Linked DNA regions of Mus musculus: region 2 is linked to region 1. The links are chromatin contacts, called in public Hi-C maps. All regions are on one chromosome and are shown on one strand. Each heading gives the region's core, a stretch centred on a gene start, on an enhancer-like site or on the middle of the called end of the contact. The rest is flanking DNA. Distances are from core to core; before and after follow the strand shown. Region 1 has its middle 26 kb from the start of Snrpf. Region 2 overlaps Fgd6 (FYVE, RhoGEF and PH domain containing 6).

What was found. Hi-C and Micro-C count contacts between places; a contact is called where the count stands out from the background.
Region 2: a contact with region 1 is called in a Hi-C map of pre-pro-B cells, with 6 times the contacts expected there. The contact joins two enhancer-like sites. A contact is called at or near these places in 10 of 484 Hi-C or Micro-C datasets (CD4 T cells, cerebellum, embryonic stem cells and 7 more).

Annotation. Positions count from the first base shown.
Region 1 is chr10:93,613,672-93,616,914 of GRCm38.p6, reverse strand. No RefSeq gene overlaps it. Among named protein-coding and RNA genes, the nearest start is that of Snrpf, 26 kb to the right of the region's middle. Within about 2 kb of position 1,789, at least 19 of the 459 cell types and tissues checked have an H3K27ac peak or open chromatin away from gene starts, as enhancers often do. A contact at or near this core is called in pre-pro-B cells and regulatory T cells, where this site is marked.
Region 2 is chr10:94,105,613-94,108,855 of GRCm38.p6, reverse strand. It overlaps Fgd6 (FYVE, RhoGEF and PH domain containing 6), which reads right to left. Exons shown (of 21, transcript NM_053072.3): 8 at 2,784-2,871. Among named protein-coding and RNA genes, the nearest start is that of Nr2c1, 41 kb to the left of the region's middle. Within about 2 kb of position 1,550, at least 27 of the 459 cell types and tissues checked have an H3K27ac peak or open chromatin away from gene starts, as enhancers often do. A contact at or near this core is called in pre-pro-B cells and regulatory T cells, where this site is marked.

The DNA.
Region 1 (3,243 bases), core at 540-3,039:
TACTAATCTACAGGAGGTGATATTGTGATGTAATGTTGAGGGATTGCTGGTGTTCAAAAAGGGAAAACCACCAATTTCACTATGGCAAACGAAGAAGTTCAACTGTTACCCAGGATGCTGTTGGCTTTGTCATAAAGAAACAAGGACAAGAGTCTCACCCACAGAATTAGACGTGGCTTGAGCACACTAAGCATTTTGAGAGCAGAAATAGCTTCCTAAAATCTACGAAGAAAAGTGATTAGAGAAAGAAGGAACGCCAAAGAGAAAGGTCCGTGAGTTCTGTTAAGGCATCAGGGAATCGTGGCTTGAGAGAACCAGTGGAAGGAAGCTGGAGCTGACAGCTGACACACTGACTCCCTGTGAGTCCACAGCATAACTACTAAATGTGACTAATTAAAATGTCTTTGGACTGCAACACATACATAAATATTAAAACCTCAAAAGGAAAGAACCCCTGGGTGTGTTGGCACACACCATAATCCCAACACTGAGGAGACAGAAGACAGAAGGATCACAAATCCAGGGCCAGCCTGGGCTACATAGCAAGCCTCAGTCTCAAAACAAGAAGAAAAGGAAGATAAGAAAAGGATAGGTCTACATAGGACCCCCCCCCCAAAAAAAAGTCAATCAAATATCACCTTTGTTGAAATATAACAGTAATAGCTTGCTTGCTGGATCCAATATCTAGTGTCACCTGCATGCCTGCACACCAGGTCTAGGTGACGTTAGGGCCACATATCTATCAATGATAACAGCTCCTTGGGAAATGCAAGGAAGAACGTTTGCTATTTGGTTCACTTCCTGCAAAGTTTCAGAGGTATAACAGAAAAAAATGGGATATCCACTGTAAAAGTAGTCTTTTAAAAGAATTAAAATTTAGGAAGAAGCAGAAACACCTAGCATGGCGGGGGTGGGGTGGGGGTTGGGGTGCTCCTGCAATCCCAGGACCTGGAAGAGGGGGTGAGCTGTGAGGATAGCTGGAGCCCCGCACAGCAAGACCCTTGCTCCTAAAACAAAAAGATCCCTAACAAAGGGAAGCCAGAGAGCTCAGTGTCCTTATTTATAATCATGAGAAACATGAGCTCAGATCCCTAAGGATTCCATCTTTTTTTTTAATTAGGTATTTTCTTCATTTACATTTCAAATGCTATCCCGAAAGTTCCCTATACCCTCCCTGCCCCTGCCCTGCTCCCCTACCCACCTACTCCCACTTCTTGGCCCTGGCGGTCCCCTGTACTGGGGTATATAAAGTTTGCAATACCAAGGGGCCTCTCCTCCCAATGATGGCCGACTAGGCCATCTTCTGCTACATATGCAGCTAGAGATACGAGCTCTGGGGGTACTGATTAGTTCATATTGTTGTTCCACCTATAGGGTTGCAGACCCCTTCAGCTCCTTGGGTGCTTTCTCTAGCTTCTTCATTGGGGGCCCTGTGTTCCATCCAATAGATGACTGTGAGCATCCACTTCTGTATTTGCCAGGCACTGGCATAGCCTCATATGAGACAGCTATATCAGGATCCTTTCAGCAAAAGCTTGCTGGCAGATGCAATAGTGTCTGGGTTTGGTGGCTGAAGGATGCCATTTAAAATCCCAACTCTGTCCTCTCATCTCAGCACACTGAATGTTTTCTAATTTTTTTTTTCCTGACCAAATTTTAAAGCCCCACTTGTTGAAAAATCAAGCTACTATCCAAAAAAAAATGAGTCTTGTCCTGCCTCCCTGCTGTGATTCATAAGGAGTTAGCTTTACACTGTTGGTGAGAACAGCGGCTGGGAGAGGCAGTTTACCCTCTACCTCCGAGTGATTTTTAAACCACATCAATTCTTTTATCACGTGCAGCTGTTTTCTATCCACAAATGATGGCTTGGGGCATTTTTGCTTTGCCACCGGTTTCAGAATCGAAAGAATGAAGGGGAACCAGGTAATCTACAACCACAGTAGATCGTACCCACAGTGTGGGGGCGGGGACGGGGAAGGGGGAGGGGGAAGGGAAGGGGAAGTGGGGGAGGGGGCACCTCAAGCTGCTTTAGAAGTAGAGACTGCTTAATAACAGCTTGGATGTCAAATATATTTCTAATTAACTTGCATTCAAGTATTCAACTAAATAGAGTGACTTTTGTTTCAATTTCTCCTAGTTTCTGTCAGTGAGAATTTATCCACGTGCTGGGACGTGTGCACATGGAGCATCAGATAGTTCTTTAGAGGCCTGCTGCATGACTTGGTGTATAATACGAGTATATAAGCCTGGCACGGTGACACATGCCTGTCTAAAACTGCACTCAAGGAGCCTGAAGTAGGAAAATCGGTGGTATGAGGCCAGCCTGTGTGAGCGCCCAACTCACCAGCAAGAAAGATGCCACAACAGGATCCTTCTGCACACGCTTATTGGGAGAGCTTGATTGCAGAGGCGAAAAGACCCTGAGCCCCAGTACTAGCGCTGCTTATATAGACCTAGGAGGGGCGTGTCCACACCCGATTGGTTATGCTTTCAGTACCTCATTTACATACCTTGGGCCAGGCTTTCAGTGCCTCGTTTGCATGCCTCAGGCCAGGCAGTGACTCAGCAAAAAACTCTACTGCACATGCGCACATTGGTTGTTTACTCAAATTTATGGGTGGTGGCCAGCGGTAGCCAGCGCCATCCTGCAATCGCGTATGTGGCTTCCTACAAGCCTGGGCTATAGAGTAAGACATTGTCTCTACAAAACAAAATAGAACCTCCTCTCAAAGGCAGATAAAATCTCACACATTAAACAAATCAGGCCAGAGACTGGGGGACCTAGGGGAAGGGGGTGGATAAATAAGATGGTGACTTTTGAGTAGGCCAAAAACTGGCAAGAGAGACCTATCCTGAAGGTATGTGTGAAGATGGGGACGTCTAGGGGACGTTTGGCAGTTCTTCTGTCTTGTGGAATTCAGTAGAATGATAAAGTTTGGTTATCAAATTTCATAATCCTGTGTGTAACGCAAACGTGTTTCTTCTACTTGTGTGTAAAAGTTGTTGACACCTCAGTCTCTCAGATTATTGTAAAATACGTGCAGACCAATGGGCCATTTTTGAGACAGAATTTTTCTGCACAAATTTTAAAAATGTCTGTCATTAAGAATTCCTCTTGGTATTTAAAAACCACAAAGCAAAAAACAGACAAACAACAACAACAGCTCACAGCGCCTCTTGGCAAGTGAAAATTGACATGGGTGCAATAAGTTTCTTATCCCAAAGCCAAAATAATATATTCCT
Region 2 (3,243 bases), core at 301-2,800, 490 kb before region 1:
TTTCCAAACATGGGACCCCAGTTAATAATTTAAACAGATGCAGACTTAAGACTTAACATCCAGACTGGAGAGATGGATGGTTCAGCAGTCAAGAGCCTGTGTTGCTTTTAGTGAGGACCCAGGTTCAATTCCCAGCTCTCTATGGTGGGCCTCAGCCACCTCTAAACTCCAGTTCCAGAGCATCTGATATACTCTTCTGACTTTGATGAGCGCCAAGCATGCATGATATATATATATATGCATACATACATACATATGCACATAATACATAAATACAAGAAGATTCCTACAAGTTCCAGGCACCTTAGGTTATATAATGCATTCTAGGCCAGCCTAGGCTCTTGTGTATAGACTATATCTATACTTTTTAAAAAATATATACCAAAATGAAAATAATTCCAAGAGACTAGTGTGTTAGGACAGATCTATAATTCTAGCACTTATTAGTCTGAAGAAGGAGGATTATAGTGAATCTGAAGCCAGTCTGGGCTACAATAGCAATTACCAAAGCAGCCAGAACTGCATGACAAAACCCTGCCTCAAACAACATTAAAATAAAATTTTAAGAACCCACCAACTCCTTGAAAGAAGAAAAACTTGAAAGTCCAATCTCACATGATGTTGGTATTATAAAACAACAACAAAAAGTCTGTTTGCTTTGATTACAGACACATGCCACTGTGCCCAATTTATCCAAGGCTTCAGGCCTACTAGGCAAGCACTTTACCAACTCAGCTGCACCTGTAGCCCCAAATCCATTTTCTTAAAAATAGATTTTGACTAATGGAAAGAAAGGTCATGAATTAGGAAGAGAGCAAGGAGGAGTATCTTGGAGGGTCTTGAGGGAGGAGAGAAAAAGGGGAAATGATATAATTACAATCTCAAAAATTAAAGAATTAAAACACACACACACACACTCACATACACCCATGTTTTAAAAAGCCAGGCGTGGTCTGGTGAGACATCTGAGCTGATACAAGCACTTGGTGCTAGCCCGAGGAGCTGACTTCAACCCACATGACCCACACGGCAAGGAGAAAATGGACTCTTGCAAGTTGTTCTCTACCATTCACACGTGTGTTACGGCACACATGCACATGCATACCTCACACAACACATGAACAAGTAAGTAAATGTACTAAAAAGAAATGCCAGGAATGGTGACGCTTGCCTGTAATCCCAGCATTCAAGAGGCTGAGGCGGAAGTATAAGTATTTTGAGGCAAACTTTGTTGTCTCCACAATGAAACTCGTCTTAAAAAGACGACACACATAGTTTTAAAAGCTTGTTTTTCTCATTTCTCCACCCAAAACAACTTAGCATTCAACCTAACTTAAACACAGGCAGCTTTTGAACTATGTAGACCAGCCACAGTACAGGGGAAAGAGATATCTTTTCCACTTTCATTTTCAGTAGCTGGATCCTTCCTTCTCACATCTGTAGCCACAGCTGTCTTTGGCACTAAACGCAACCCTCCTTCTGCTGCTGTGACAATGGCCAATGCTACTGAGTAGCTGGTTACGACAGAACATTAGATTTATCTAGCAGGAACACTGCGTGTCAGCACTTCCCCTTGTCCTGTAAATTAATAATCTCAGCCAGGAGCAGAGGAAGGCAGACGGGCAGGATTTCCTCAGACTATTTGTGCAGCTCTGTGTTATTCTAGAGTGAAATCAAGTGCCTGACTGACAGTTAGGAATTCAAACTGAGCTCTTGACACACCTGGGCTGGCAGGTCCCAGGTCAAAAGAATAGGACTTCCCATCTTATCACGACCAATCCAAGAAAACCTGTCACATCGGTTCAAGGGACCTGAGCAAAAGCTGCTTTTCCAGGGTTCACATATGCCTGCCTCTATTACTCTTGGTTTATGAGCACCTGACTAAGGAGACAGAATGCACATCATTTTTCCAAGGACAATAGTCACAGCCAAGTACCTCGCATTCTATTTACACCAAACCACACATATCTATTGAGCTGTAGTGGCATTTCAATGTTCTTAGCCACTTTGATACAAAGTATAATGCAAATATGTATATATAAAATTTCTCTCCCTCCTTCTCAATACACTTCAGCAAATATCAGTAGACCTAACAGAATGTATCAGATGGTAACTTTGGCACTGACATTATGTGTATTAGTTTCTGTTATGACATCAAACTACCTAATCTTTATAAGCCTAGTATCTTGTGTATATTATAACGGTAAGTTTTAAAGAGCCAGGGAATAAAAGTACCCAAATACATGTGTATTCATCCAAATCATACCTCATATTCCCTTGTAAACTCCCAAAAGTCCTTGCAAACGATAGTCAATATACCCAAATAATAACAGTAAGGTTACTGTCACGATTGCTAAGAATAACTAATATTATTAGAACTTACTATGCACAATGACTTATTCTAAGGATCATGCATATGATTTAGTTCATTAATCAATCCCCAGAACAACAGAGGAAAGTGTTAGGGTCACCAGGACAGTGCTGTACAAGCATACGGGAGGTGAGAAAAGACCTCCTTAGGATTTATAGCAGTACTGGAGTGAAACAACACAGGATGAGGGTTGATGTGGTGAGCCGATGCTCAGAGGGCGCATGCAACCTACATGCGTGCCCTGAGGCGAGTGTGGACACTGGGTAGTCAAAAAGCCAAAGTGATTCAGTTCCAGTGATGCGGCTCATCTACCAGGTAGCAGCGAGGGAAGACAAAGAGGGCACACTTAGGAAAGGTGTGCTCAGTAAGGGCACTCCGCGACACTTGGCTGGTAAGGTTTGGAGACCCCCACCTGTCAGTAGCAGCCTGTACTGAGGGATCCTCTGAACTGGCTTTAGCAGGTAGTGCTTCAGGGCCAGGTTGGCACATCGAGGGCTCATCTGAAGGGAAAAACAAGGCAGTCAAAGTAAGCTCATTGGTTTTTCAGAAGCGGAGAATCCAGCATGTAGGAAGAGAATCCAGAGACGCTTCCTTTTGTAAGATGCACAGCAAGGGAGACTGACTGGAACCATCAAACCCACCTCTCTCCACCGCTTGTGAGGCTGCTGCCCCTGAGAGCACTGACTCACATCCATCCCACAGAGCGTGGTACCCACGCGTGCAGTCCCTAATGGGGCTGTCCTAGCTTCCACTCAAGGGACATCTGTCAGTTCAATCCTAAACAAAAAGGGAACGCACAACCTCTAAAATAAGGAAGCAGATCTAAAACTATGAGTGGTTACATTCAAACGATAGTCAGAGCCCTGTGGTCA